2 separate regions of the Sus scrofa genome follow, and region 1 is linked to region 2. A link is a contact called in public Hi-C data. All regions are on one chromosome and are shown on one strand. Each heading gives the region's core, a stretch centred on a gene start, on an enhancer-like site or on the middle of the called end of the contact. The rest is flanking DNA. Distances are from core to core; before and after follow the strand shown. Region 1 overlaps LIMD1 (LIM domain-containing protein 1). Region 2 overlaps LARS2 (probable leucine--tRNA ligase, mitochondrial).

Evidence for each region. A called contact is a pair of places that touch in the nucleus more often than the background predicts.
Region 1: a contact with region 2 is called in a Hi-C map of omental adipose tissue, with 3 times the contacts expected there. The contact joins two enhancer-like sites. A contact is called at or near these places in 3 of 5 promoter capture datasets (fetal liver, fetal skeletal muscle and liver), 29 of 47 Hi-C or Micro-C datasets (adipose tissue, alveolar macrophages, blood and 14 more) and 2 of 2 datasets of contacts at active chromatin or transcription factors (alveolar macrophages and skeletal muscle).

The regions. Positions count from the first base shown.
Region 1 is chr13:28,794,398-28,801,547 of Sscrofa11.1, reverse strand. It overlaps LIMD1 (LIM domain-containing protein 1), which reads right to left. Exons shown (of 8, transcript XM_021068638.1): 3 at 5,341-5,408; 4 at 3,285-3,347. Among named protein-coding and RNA genes, the nearest start is that of TRNAR-ACG, 19 kb to the left of the region's middle. Within about 2 kb of position 5,872, at least 8 of the 83 cell types and tissues checked have an H3K27ac peak or open chromatin away from gene starts, as enhancers often do. A contact at or near this core is called in omental adipose tissue, where this site is marked.
Region 2 is chr13:28,662,579-28,669,566 of Sscrofa11.1, reverse strand. It overlaps LARS2 (probable leucine--tRNA ligase, mitochondrial), which reads right to left. Exons shown (of 21, transcript XM_021068636.1): 15 at 4,566-4,666; 16 at 1,541-1,723; 17 at 1-90. Among named protein-coding and RNA genes, the nearest start is that of LIMD1, 64 kb to the left of the region's middle. Within about 2 kb of position 4,331, at least 9 of the 83 cell types and tissues checked have an H3K27ac peak or open chromatin away from gene starts, as enhancers often do. A contact at or near this core is called in omental adipose tissue, where this site is marked.

The DNA.
Region 1 (7,150 bases), core at 4,623-7,122, 130 kb before region 2:
AATTAATTTAACCCACACGGTGGGGCATTCTGACTAGCTGTCATCATCTGCTGTTGGGTTTTTTTAATGTGGGAAAAGGCCAGTTCCCCCCTCCAAGCCCAGAGGATCCACCTCTATGTATAAAGAGGGGCAGAGACAATTTACACCAAGACCGGACAACTGGGGTTCTACTGGAGATCCAAGAAGGGGAGCTGAAGGACTCTTTCTCTGTATTATTCTCATTCTTGGTGGCAATTAAGGGTGCTATATATATATACATATATATATATATATTTTTTTTTTGGTCTTTTTAGGGCCACACTCCAGGCATATGGAGGTTCCCAGGCCAGGGGTTGAATCAGAGCTGTAGCCGCTGGCCTACACCACAGCCACAGCAACGTGGGATCTGAGCCATGTCTGCAACCTACACCACAGCTCACAGCAATGCCAGATCTTTAACCCACTGAGTGAGGCTGGGGACTGAACCTGCGTCCTCATGGATACTAGTCAGGTTCAGTAATTGCTGAACCACGATGGGAACTCCAAGGGTTCTATTTTTAAAACTAAGTGTCACTAGCAGACAGACAGTCACTAAAAGTGTTCAAGTCCAAGAGCAGACCGGCAAGAATCCAGGGGCAACTTAGTGTTAGCCCATGGGGTAGAGATGGTCACCAAAACTCAGTTCCCTCTCGCCTGTGTGCCCAGGCTGACTCGATTCACGACAAGGTGACTCTGTCCCCCTGCCTCTGAATCGGAGACTGGCTTTGTGACTTTATGATCAACAGAATGAGGAAGAAAGGCTGTCCTGGAAGTTTTAAGTCAAGGATGCAAGAAAACTAGCAGCTTCTACTTCTTCTCTCTTGCTGAAAGGACGTCTAAGCTAAACTACTGAATAAGATTAGCAGCCCCAGGGAGAGGGGCCTGGAGGGTGAGAGGTCATCTTGTGCCACCAGCTGAACACAGTTGAGTAAATGACCCCAGGCAATGCCACATGGAGCAGAAGAATCACCCGGTGCAGCCTTGACCTAATTCCTGACCCATGGAATCATGGCAAATGATAAATCACCACTGTTTTAAACCACTAAGTTTTGGGTGGCTTGTCATGTAGCAATAGATAAATAAGATACCCCAAGGAACAAGAGGGCAGGATATCCAGAAATAAGAACAGGGTAGAGTCATGTTCCTAAACGGGGACACTGTTGGCCTCATATGTACTGGGTTTGTCAGAAGGGCTCTAAAATCAAGGACAAAATGTGCTAAAGAAATGGAGCCCATGGGAGTTCCCTGGTGGTTCAGTGGGTTAAGGATCTGGCGTTGTCACTGCTGTGGCTTGGGTCACTGCTGTGGTACATGTTCAATCTCTGGCCTAGGAATTTCTGCATGCTGCAGGAGCGGCCAAAAAAATAAATATATATATAAAAGAAACAGAGCCCTGTGGACTCAAGCAAGCGCTTGGAGAGGCAGGGGTGAGGGTGTGTGGCTCCATGGCTCCTGCCTGGCCCTCCAGCCATGTCCCTAGGAAGGCCTTCGTGGCCAATGGAATGCTCACAGGGCCAAGCTGTGCTGTGCTGTGTCAGAGCCTGAACGGCAGCAGGTTCTATTCACAAACAGAGATGGTTTTGGTTCACTGTTTTATACCTGTCAGCATAAAACCAGCAGAAATGAGTGCCCATCAAAGACACACAGAAGGGAATTCTCTTACGGTGCAGTGGGTTAAGGATCCGGTGTTGTTGCTGCTGTGGCTCAGGTTGGATCCCTGGCCTAGGAACTTGGACATGCCACGGTCATGGCCAAAAAAAAAAGAAAGAGGGAAAGAGAGAAGCATAAGAGTGTTCATGGCAGCTTATTCATAAATTGCCAAAAACTTCCAAACTGCCATCTGCAGGAGAATGGATTAAAAAAAGGGTGCTATATCCATAAATGGAATTCTACTTAGCAATGAGAATAAATGAGCTCCAACATGCCAACAACGTGGGTGAATCTCCAAATCACTTTTCTGAGTGAGAACAGGCAGGCGCAAAGGCATCTCTATAGGATCAGTCCCTCTGTATGAAGTTCCAGGACCAGTGAAACAAATCTGGGGCAATAGAGGTCAGGATGGTGGGTCTTTTTGTGGAAGTGGGTCTTTCTGGATGTGGGGAATGTTCTAGACCCTGATTTGCACGGTGTTCACACATCAGTTTATACATATATTAAAATTCATTCAGCTGTACACTTAAGAGGCACACTCGCTGCAGGGTTTTTCAATCAAAAAGGTAAAAGAGGGAGTTACTGTCGTGGCGCAGTGGTTAACGAATCCGACTAGGAACCATGAGGTTGCGGGTTCAGTCCCTGCCCTTGCTCAGTGGGTTAAGGATCCGGCGTTGCCGTGAGCTGTGGTGTAGGTTGCAGACTTGGCTCGGATCCCGCGTTGCTGTGGCCCTGGCTTAGGCCAGCGGCTACAGCTCCGATTCGACCCCTAGCCTGGGAACCTCCATATGCCGCGGGAGCGGCCCAAAGAAATAGCAAAAAGACAAAAAAAAAAAAAAAAAAAAAAGGTAAAAGAAAAAGAAATACCAATGACTAGCAACTCCTTTCTCCAGAGTGGAATTAATCAGCTTAGAGAGGGATTTAAGTCTTTCAGCTAAAAGAACGTCATCTAATGCTTTTCTCGGACCAATATCTTAGTGAAATTTGGTGAACCACTGGATCTCTGAGACAGACTGTGATCTCTGTCTTTATTAACCTCACAACCTCTCCCTATGAGGAGGCCAGGAAGGAAGAACTGTCCCCGCTAAAGAGATAAAGGCCCTGAGGCCCAGGACAAGCTCAGAACAGAGTGTCTAAAACCTGCTCCCTCTTCCACCATCTCAAAGCTAACGATGGGCCCCAAAACCTCACCTGAGGAAATGATTGAGCTGGAACAGACATGGGGATAAAACAACGGTGACGATCTGGCTTTCTGCATCTGATGCCGGTAGCTGCGATGTCTGCAGTTAAACCCCACCCATTTGGCATCTTGCCTGGGATGCCACGAGGACCCCAGAAAATCAGAGGGAGGCTGGTGTGATGTGAGCAGCCCAGAGGACAGTGTGTCATCAGAAACCCGACACTGTGTGGACTGGATGGCACAGGATGCTAATACGGAAAAAAGCCCAAGGTGGGCTCTACTAGGGCGGGCAAGCATGCTGCCTAGGGTCTTCTTCGAATAAAACCAGCTGTAACCACAAACAAGGTAGGAAACAGTGTTCTCAATTATTCATTGTTTTCTGTGACTGCCTCCCCCTCCCACCATGCCATCACCTTGTTTGGCCGGCCCTACTCACCATGTCCATAATCAGATGTCCACAAAGAAAACACCTGTCAGCAGACTGCTGGAAACCAGAGTACTGCAGAGGAAAGAGAAAAGAAAGTTAACCACAGGCAGGGCAGAGGAATCTAGCTACTGCCCTGCCAGTCACGAGGACCCCAAAGTTCTCAGAAAGCGGTGTCGCCTTACACAGGAACCTGTCATTTTCCCGTGGACAATCGGGTGATGAGTCACGAATATCCCCTGCCACAAAAGTCATTACAAAAGCTAATGCTGCTGCCCTCTTACCAGCTGAGCGCTGGCAGCCATGACATGCCAGGCTCCCCGTCAGAGGCTGTGCAGAGAGCATCGTTAGTTTCTCACCCAGTGCTTCTCAAAACGGAGTTCCCTGACATCAGCTGGGAACTTGTCAGAAGTGCAAATTTTCGGCCTCCACTCCAGACCAACTGAGTTGGAAACTCAGGGGGTAGGGTCCAGCCATATGGGTTTCACAGCCCTTCAGAGGATTCTGATACATGCTCAAGTCTCAGACTATCACACTGTTTCCAAATAGTTCTGCAAGGTTTCTGTTATGCCATTTCTCAAATGGAAGCAAAGGGAAGCTCAGAGAGGTTAAGGGACATTCTCAAGGTCACACAGCCTATTCAGGGTAAGGGCAGGATTCAAAATCAAGTCTGGGACTGGTAAAAAGCCAGCTCTGATTTGACCCCTAGCCTGGGAATCTCCATATGCTGTGTGTGTAGCCCTAAAAAGACAAAAAAAGAAAAAAAGGAGGAAAAACTGGGAGACAGTCAATTCTGGTGTGCCGCCACCATCTGACAATCACATACACAGTGCCTGAGAATGATGCAAAGATGTGGGAGGAAATGACCCCTGAGGGTATGCAAGAATGAATTTCCTTTCACTTAAGCCATTTTGGGTTTGTTTGTCTGTGACTGGCAAGCAAGAGTCATAATGAGTCAACCTACATAGCTACAAAGAAGCTGGCCCTGAGCCACCTCTGGGTCTCACATCGGTCATCTTACTGACTGGGCATCACTCTATGCTCGGCAGTGTGTTAGGATCTGAAGGTGTCAAGGTGAGTGAAGCAGTGTGTTCTTCCCTCCCTAGGAACTTAACGGTAAAGTCAGGGAAAGACTTGTAGATGGACAGGCATGTCCTAACCGCTGGCCAGGGCAAGCCCAGGGCAGCACAGAGGAGGGGCGATCCACAGTAGGACAGGGGATGCAAAGGCTGTCTGGTGATCCAGGCAAAGGAAGGGTGAAGACACTCAAGCAAGGGACACAGGGCTGGCTAAGGCGCAAAGGACGGGGCTGAAGGCTTGCAGAGAACCACAAGCCCCAGAGTGAGCCAGATGTGAGGCTGCAGGGAAGGCTGCCCAGACTGCAGCTTCTATGCATGCTTTGGACCCTGGAGACTGAGGCCTGGGCATTGATACCATGCAGCCATGTGGGGGCCCAGCCAAGCAGGCCAGGGAGGACGTGGTGGCACCAGGCTTGATGCTTGGCCACCCTCTGGATGAGACAGGAAGGAAGAAGGGTCGAGGAGGAATCCAGGACACTGTTCTCAGAGATAAGGTCCAAGGAGACTTCTGAGCAGAGTGGGAGGGGTGGTGGGGGAGAACTGGGGGGCCAACTCTGGGGACTGTCCAGTGGGCAGGGAGATGTCAGTGGTTGGCCTCTGAGGGGCCGACAGGGTAGGAGTTCAGATCTGGTTGTTACTGGCACATGGATGGCCCTTCAATGTGTGGAAGAGGCAGGCAGGATGAGAATAAGGAGGGCCCAGCTCCCAGAGTGAGATTTAAGAGCTGGGGGTAGTTGGCAGAAAGGGACAGAGCAACAGGAGGGCAGGCCCGGCGACCTAAAAATCCCTGAGAAGATCAAAGCTCTGCTATTTGCCATCTGCCCAGGAACGTGGGCCACCCCATGCATCTGCAGAAGGAAGGTCAGACCCCCTTCTCCAACAGTGCACTGGGGACCATGGACAGGAAGCACCTTCTTCTGGTGAGCTGGCCTCTCTGCACACTCCCCACCTAGACCTTGAGGCGGGGACATTTGGGTGAACAAACTCACCAGGAAGTCTTCCTCACAAAACACTTTGCCGTTGACAAAATAGAAGGCTTTTCCTCTCAGCTTCCGGCCTAAGGAAAAACACATAGGCAGGGTAGAAAGAAAATGTTAATCGGCAGTGAAAAAAGTGAAAAGAAAGGCAAAATCTTTTTTTTAAATGATTATTATTTTTTTAATAGTTATTTCCCAATATAATTTCTGTCCTACTGTACAGCATGGTGACCCAGTTACCCATACATGTACACATTCTATTTTCTCACATTATCAGGCTCCATCATAAATGACTAGACATAGCTCCCAGGGCTACACAGCAGGATCTCATTGCTAATCCATTCCAAAGGCAAGAGTTTGCATCCATTAACCCCAAGCTCCCCAACCACCCCCTTCCTCCCCGTCCCCCTTGGCAACCACAGGTCTATTCTGCCCAAAATCTTTTTAAGCAGAAATAAACATGCAGAATATGCCAACTATCCACAATAGTTTCTGGCTCCTGCAAGCTGCTGCGGTCCTTGGCAATGGACGGTAAGGACAGAAGACAGGGTTCCCTTGGGTGCGGGGGGGGGGCTGCCTGGCAGGAAGATTACAGCCAGCTTGGCAACCACGCTATACAGTCCTCGCACCTCCTCTCAACTGGGAAAGAAGCCAGTGAGATATCTGGTGACAGATCAGAGGCATCCACATGTGGGAGGTACCAGGCAGCAGTCTCCTGTGAAGCTGCTGTCCCCCCCTCCCCCCACCGGCACTGGGGACTGTCACATGTTCTCCAGGGAACACTGAGGACATCCTATCAGGAAAGTCCTATAAATTGGCCAGCCCTTATTTTCATAACTTTTTTCATCTGAAAACACATACTATTGGAAAGATAATGGATTGCTCTCGTTTTCTCTTGATCTAAAGGGGTGGGAAGGAATGTGAAAAATTCAGAACACCCTGACTCCTTAGGTGTAACTTCAGTTTCCATAGAGCCAGGCCAGCACACTTCATCCAGTGCCTGGCTCCCTTACGAAAAAACACAGCGGGCCACCTGTTCAAGGTACGTGGGAGCCATCTTTACAGGAGGCCCTGGATCTGTACACAGCAGCCACCCCAGATCTGAGAGTATTTCTAGGGCAATGTACAAAACATACTCAAACAGACTACATGGGAGGTTCAAGAACTGAATGAAATTCTGGGAGTTCCTGTTGTGGCTCAGCAGTGACGAACCCGACTAGTATCCATGAGGATGTGGGTTCGATCCCTGGCCTCACTCAGTGGATGGAGGATCCGGTGTTGCTGTGAGCTGTGGTGTAGGTTGTAGACGGATCTCACATTGCTGTGGTTGTGATGCAGGCCAGAGACTACAGCTCCAATTAGACTCCTAGCCTAGGAACTTCCATATGTTGCAGGTGCAGCTCTAAAAAGACTGAAAAAAACAAAACAAAACAAAACAAAAAACAGAGTAAGTTCTAAACACTAGTAGAAACAAGCCCCTGAGGGCTAACGTCCACCTGAAACCCAAACCACAAATGTCACAAACATTAACAGTGCTTGAGACGGAGAAATCCCATCCATACACAATGGGTGTCTTTGCCTGTGACACCCCAGAGCAGGAAAAGAGCACCAGGTAACAGGGGAGACTGCCCGTGAAAACTCGTTGGATGGAACTCAGAGAGGATTTTGAAAGCATCAGTGAAGGGGGAAAGCCACAAAAATGGAAATAAATTCAACGATGAAAGCAAAATCCTCCAGATGGACTAAAGGCCTCGGTGTGAAAAACAAAAGCTATTATGAGAATATATAGGCAGCTGGCTTTGACTTTGGCATGGTAAGGATT
Region 2 (6,988 bases), core at 3,082-5,581:
GAACCTTCTCGGAAATCCTGGCCTCGATAAATCGCGTTGCCAAGGCCCACAGACGCTGCTGCCACCTCAGCACCCCGGGGAGAGCGTCAGCTGAGCGTCACGTCCATGAATGAGGGAGAGAAAGAGAGACACGTGAGAATAATGGGTTTGGTCCCATCTAAGCGACAAAGCACCTGTGAGTAAGACACTTCATTGTGCCCTGATGGGTCTCTCCAAGGGCAGGGTGAAGGGTCCCCCTGGTTTGCAGAGTCTGAGAACCTAGACCAGGACTGACTCTATCATTTCCTAGAGCCCTGGACACCCAGAACACAGGATGGCTGACAAGGAGCTCAGAAGCTTGGGCCCAGATGTGCCTCAGGTCATTGCCTCCTTAATTAGGAAAGCTTGCTGTGCGCTTGCAGACAGGCTCCCCCATCTCACGTGGACAGGTAACATGCGGTGGCAGTGGTGAACCGCAGACCATGCTCAGCGCCACACTGCTGCACAGTGTGAGGTGTTTTACCATGATCCCTGTCCTTGCCAGCTCTGTGTGTATCACATATTTCAGACATGTTTGTTAAATCCAGCTGCTCATCTCTCCTGGAGAAGCTCAAGGGCTTTGCCTGGGGCCTTGGGTCACGTGGCTAGATCACTTAGTCAGGTCTTTTACATTCGAGCCACTGGACTAGACCTTCTCAAGCCTGGATGCCCAGCAGGACCTTCTGGAAGGTCTGTTGGAAACAGATTCCTGGCGCTGGTCCCACAGGAAGGGGTGGGGAGACTGAACCTGCCTCTGAGTGTCCCTGGGGACTCGACCTCCAGAGCTGGCATCTGTGACCACTGGTCCAGACCACACTCCCCCCCAGAAACGGTATGTTGAACTACATGGTGACACAGGCACCTTCTCATAGCGCACCTGGGGCAGACTGGTCGGAGAACTGACCTGCTGCTGGACAGCGCAGTCTAGGTCCAGACATCTGAGATTACTTTCCCTCCCGCTACTGAGATCTAAACACCTTTGGAGGGAATGAATCTCCCTTGAGGGGGGACTCTGGAGGCTGCTGTGGGTGACTGAAGAGGTCACAGGTAACACGAGGACTAGATCACATGTGAGGGTCTCTGGATTCGTGAGGGGCAATGACACTCTTTCAGAAAAAACCTTTCAGGGTAAAACATGGACCACAGTGGACCACAGTGTCTAGGAGTACCCTGAGAGCCAGTCTGGTTCAGGGAAACGTTCTCAAAGTGGGGGATCCTTGTAGATGCTGCCTGAGAACACCACCGACCTGCACAGGGTGAGCTCAGGGGCCCCATCCTGGGGCTGGGTCGGCAGGGTGGGGGCAAGGACTGGGTAACTGCAATCCCAGCGAGCTGCCCTGTGGGCTGAGGCTCACTGCACCCCAGAACACTGGTCCAGCAATGGCACAGGACGCTGGGCAAACTGCTCCTTGCTTCGAGGAGCTGATTCCTAGAACCTTCTACTACCGTCTTTCGCAAAGACATTTCCTGCCCCGACCTCCCTGGCACCTGAAGGGGATTCCAGAGGAGGAAGGTGCCTTACTCTTCACGTCCCACAAGATGTCCTTCTCAGGAGGGGCGGCAAAAAGGAGGTACAGCCGGATGGTGTCGATGCCATACTGCTCCACGACGTCTTCGGGGTCCACCCCATTGTGCTTGGATTTGCTCATCTTCTCCCACGTCACCTCTAATTTCTCCCTTGTCTTCACGTGAACAGGAACAGAACCTAGACACCGGAACAATGCATCAGCAGGAATTGGTTCTGTAACAATATACTCAATAAGAAAATACTGTGTGAACAATTTAAAATGTCCATTTGGAGAATTCCACTAATTCACTTAACATGCCTGTTCTCTTGCTGTAGATCATAAAAATGTTTTGTTTTTAATAAACGAGGCCCACCTGCCATCACGAATCTTTCATGAATAGGAGTTCCTGTCGTGGCTCAGCGGAAACGAATATGACTAGCATCCATGATGATGCAGTTTTTTTTTTGTTTTTTTTTAATTTTATTTTTTGCATTTTCTAGGGCCACTTCCTGCAGCATATGGAGGTTCCCAGGCTAGGGGTCTAATCAGAGATGTAGCCGCCGGCCTACACCACAGCCACGCGGGATCCGAGCCGCATCTGCAACCTACACCACAGCTCACAGCAACGCCGGATCCTTAACCCACTAAGCAAGGCCAGGGATCCAACCCACAACCTCATGGTTCCTAGTTGGATTCGTTAACCACGGTGCCACAATGGGAACTCCATGATGATGCAAATTCGATCCCTGGCCTTGCTCAGTGGGTTAAGGATCCAGTGTTGCCGTGAGCTGTGGTGCAGGTTGCAGAGATGGCTCAGATTTGATGTTGTTGTGGCTGTGGCATAAGCCGTTGGCTACAGCTTCCCCTAGCCTGGGAACTTCCATATGCCGTGTGTGCGGCCCTGAAGGAAAACAAAACAGCAAAACATAAATCTTTCATGAATATATATGACATGTACGACAGCCTGTGCCATCTTCTTCTCAATTTCAAAATAAGACAGTGATTTCCCTCTTTATAAAAAGGAAATTACTCATATACAAAAAAGATAAGTAGAAGAGAATAAGAAAGGCTGGCATACTGCTCTTTCCTTTACACATTCAGGGTCTCCCCTGGAAGCTGGCAGCTGACCCATCAGGGTCTCGGAGCAGCAAAGCACCTGAGAGGTCACTTCACCTGGAGGTTAGGTGTTCCTGTCCATGCTAAAGTCACCATCAGGGCCCACGGTAAGTGTGGTGTCCCTTTGCAGAGCCCTGTTCTCCGTCTCCTTCCCACCCACACCCCTGGTCCAGATGGTGCTGATGGAGGCCCCCCATGGCCGTGTTCGGATGAAGTGACTGTGTTGTTGCGCTCCAGCGGTTGGACCAGGAGGGATGTTTGATGAGGCTAAGCCTCTGTCTCAGGAACTGGAACTAAGAGGCAGAAACTGTTTCCGTGCTGTTCGGCACTGGAACCAGAAGGTCCTAAAGAGAAAGGGCAAGACTTGGCCCTGCGGCTGCCCAAGATCACTGTGTAAACTGAAATTGGGGAGAGCAGAATCCAGGCCTGGCAGAGGAAGGAGAACAGAGCGGAAGAATTGACAGGTGCTGGAAAAGGAACTAGAGGCTTGAGAAAGAGAGAGGAGAGGGGTGGCCTGGCGGCCTCCTACATGCCATATTTCCTACAGCTGATGTCCCTTATTCTGGTGCAAAAGTCGCTTTTAGGTGCATTTCTGTTCTTTCCAGCTAAATATTTCCCGACTCCAAGAGAAACCAAACTCCCAGAGGCCCGGCGTATACACCTACAAGCCAGCTCCACACATCCTGAGAGCCTCCCCACCAAGCAGATGGATGCCTGCCCTTGCTGATCCAAGCACGTATCCTCCCCCAGGGGCAAGTCTGCGTGGGAAGGGAAAAGATGCTCACGACATGGCCTGGCCCCATGACGTCTGAGCCAAGGGAGACTGACGTCCCAGATGTTTTATCCCGGCTGTGGTGAGGCCCAGGGAACCACTGCCCCCTCTAGCCGACACCCCAAGGCTGGGCTGTGACTAACCTTAACAACACTGCTGTGAAAATTAGGAAAAAGGTATCTTTCTGGGCAGAGAAGTTGAGACATTAGAAAAAGGTGCCCTCTCTTGGCAGAGGTGGCCCTGAGGTGTGTGGTCTGGCAAGTGTCTGGATTTTAGGCCCTGCTCACCCCCTTGGCTGGCTACCTTTGTGCAGTGCACAAACTGCACAGCTGTACAGGGCAGCCCTGCCCATGACAGACAGACAGCACTTCACTAGCAGTTGCGAGTTACATGGCCCTGAATTTAGCTCCTTTCCCACTTGTCTGTGTTGGAGAAACACTGCCAAATTCTGCTTCTCCAGCTCCGTTTCCTCCCATGGACCTTCCGTTTTACACTCTGGTAAAATGACTGCTTTAATTAGGCAATTCCATTGACTGTTCCCACCTAACCCTTCCTTCTAGTGATTGGCTTGGGAGGCTGTCTACCATTTAAGGAGTTGGTGGGTTTACTTAAATTCATTACGCACTGGTGATTCTATGTTTAATGGCCATAGTTTCTCACAGCTGCCTAATAATTTTCTAACACGTCATTTATGTGTATTCTAAGTGTACGTGATACACCCTCTTCCTGTCACCGGAAATTCTCTGAGGATGAGTGAAAACACAGGGTGAAAGGAAAAGCTGGAAGAGGGAAGCCCAGGGAGTCAGGGGGAGGTATTCCACCAGGGGGCGCTCTGGGCACTGTGGGAGCAGTAGTGTGGTGGTGGTCCCCTGAGGTTCTGAAACACCCGCCTAGATGGGCTACCAAATGCAGGCTAGGACAGCAGATGACCCAGTGCTGACTCTATGTTACCCTTCCAGAAGCTGAAATGACACTTGAGCTAGATGAGAAGGGGCTGGGAGCCTCAGGAGCTGCCCACAGCAAGCGAGGCCTTGAGACCATGAGGCTAAAGGAGCGCTCCCCTGGGTTCCCTGGCAGCTCAGCCTGGGCCGGCAGCGCCCACTGCTCAGTTCTCTGTGATCACCTGGCTGGGATGAGAGGGCCATTCTCACCTGTGAGATCCACTTCTTCTCGCTGGAGATACTGTCCAGATGGTAGGCGGAATGTCTGCCCCTTGATAAGGCCTTGGGCCAGCAGCTTATGAAAAGGCTCTCTGAGGAAAGATTAAGAGGAAAAGAAAACTGGGGTAGGAATTCAAAGCATCTGGAAAACAGCAGTACGAACCTTACCAGCTGCTGGGTAGAGATAACCACCTTCATAAAAACAGACAGGTGGACAAATGCCACTTATAAACCCAACTTGAATAAGTGGCCTCTTACACATAAACGATAAGAAAGTTAAGCCAAATTGGCAGAGATTAACTACTTTCCAATGTGGCGAAGTAGAAAGAATACCAGGTCTCAGGTCTGGAAGGCCTGGATCTGAATCTCTATTCTGCTTCTTAATGACTTTCATGAGCCAAGGCAAGTCACTTACTTGCACTGAGCATCAGTCCATTCATCTGTAAAATGGGGATGATAAAAACATGCCTTGGAGTTCCCACTGTGATGCAGTGGAAACAAATCTGAGTAGTACCCACGAGGATGAGGGTTCGATCACTGGCCCTGCTCAGTGGGTAAGGATCCGGCATTTCTGTGAGCTGTGGGGTAGGTCGCAGGTGCGGTTCAGATCCCATGCTGCTGTGTCTGTGGTGTAGGCCAGCAGTTGCATCTCCAATTTGACCCCTAGCCTGGGAAGTTCCATATGCTGTGGGTACAACCCTAAAAAAAGACAAACAAAATAAAATGAAAACCTACCTCAAAATGTTGCTGGGAGGATGAAATGAAATGACTGAAAATACTTGTAAATTTTAAACGACCACACAAATGTCAGTGATGTTGAGCCTGGTGTAAGGAAGGGCTCAAGAGGACACAGAAAGGTTTACATTGGGGTTTTGTTCAAGATTACTCTTCCCTTAAATTTTATACAGAGCCTGCTTACATTCACTTTAAAATGTTTAAATCATACAAACTATACATGAATGCACCTTTTCTGTTCAAATTCCCCACCCATGCCCCACCTTCCTAGGCCCATTCCCCTCTGACAAGGCCGTTACTATTAGTCGATGCAGGTCTGTTTCATTTTCAAACAGCTACCTAGTGTTTTACATATGGGTGGATGATAACTTATTTATAGTGCCTGTTTTTTCACAAGGTAGTGTTAGTCACACCCTTACTGGCTGCGCAGTGAAATACAAACGTTTTCTCTTAAGAGTACAAGCAGCAGTTGAGCCTCGTACTGAAATTACTTTATTTCATATTTGAAATTGTTATTGGAGGCGGAGGCGGAGGCTGAAAGCGGGTGTCCGTATTTCATACTATAAGGCAGGGAGGGACGTCTGAGTCTGGGGATGTGTTGACGTTCTCATCAACATCACCCCAGCACGATGCACCTCCCAATGTACAAATGCTTGGGTGCTTCAAGCTCACTTACGCTTTTATTTAGAGACTCAAAAGCCCAATAACCTCAGGGAGGCCAAGCAGGCCACAAACCCAGCTCTAGTGATGGAGGAGGACGGAGTGGCTTTGTTAATTGCACAGGACCTCATTTCACAGGCGAGGCTAATTTAGATGAATCCTGATACAGAGCAAGGCCTTTGGACAGGCCCTTGACCTGTGCATTGTGCAGCCCTGTCACAGCGGTTGTGTGGACAGAAGTGGTTGAAAGGAAACTTTCTAGTGGATTCAGAGGGTGGAGTGGAACAAAGAGATAGATGGAGGAAGAGATGAAGGTCAGCTTGGATTCCTGGCATATGTATATATTTATGTATAAAAATATACATATATTTTTTTTGTCTTTTCCAGGGCCACTCCCTTAGCATATGGAGGTTCCCAGGCTAGGGGTCGAATTGGAGCTGTAGCCGCCGGCGTACACCACAGCCACAGCAACTCAGGACCCGAGCCATGTCTGGGACCTACACCACAGCTCATGGCAACGCTGGATCCTTGACCCACTGAGCAAGGCCAGGGATCGAACCTGCAACCTCATGGTTCCTAGTCAGCTTCATTAACCACTGAGCCACGATGGGAATGCCTGGCCTTCATGTTTTAAAATCTTGTTATGACGGTGTGTGTGTGTGTGTGTCCGTGCACACGTGCGTGCGCGTGCATGTGTGCACGTGTGAGTTTGGTGGTATGTGTGTGGAGATATATTTTCCAAGATGGAAAAGACCCAAATATTAACATCAAATGGAGGAATTCCTGTCATGGCTTAGTGGAAATGAATCTGACGAGGATCCAAGAGGACGAAGGTTTGATCCCGGGCCTCGGTCAGTGGGTTAAGTATGCGGTGTTGCAGTGAGCTGTGGTGTAGGTCGCAGATGCAGCTTGGATCTGGCCTTGTTGTGGCTGTGGCATAGGCCAGCAGTTGTAGCTCTGATTGGACCCCTAGCCTGGAAACCTCCATATGCCACCACCACTGGTGTGGCCCTAATAAG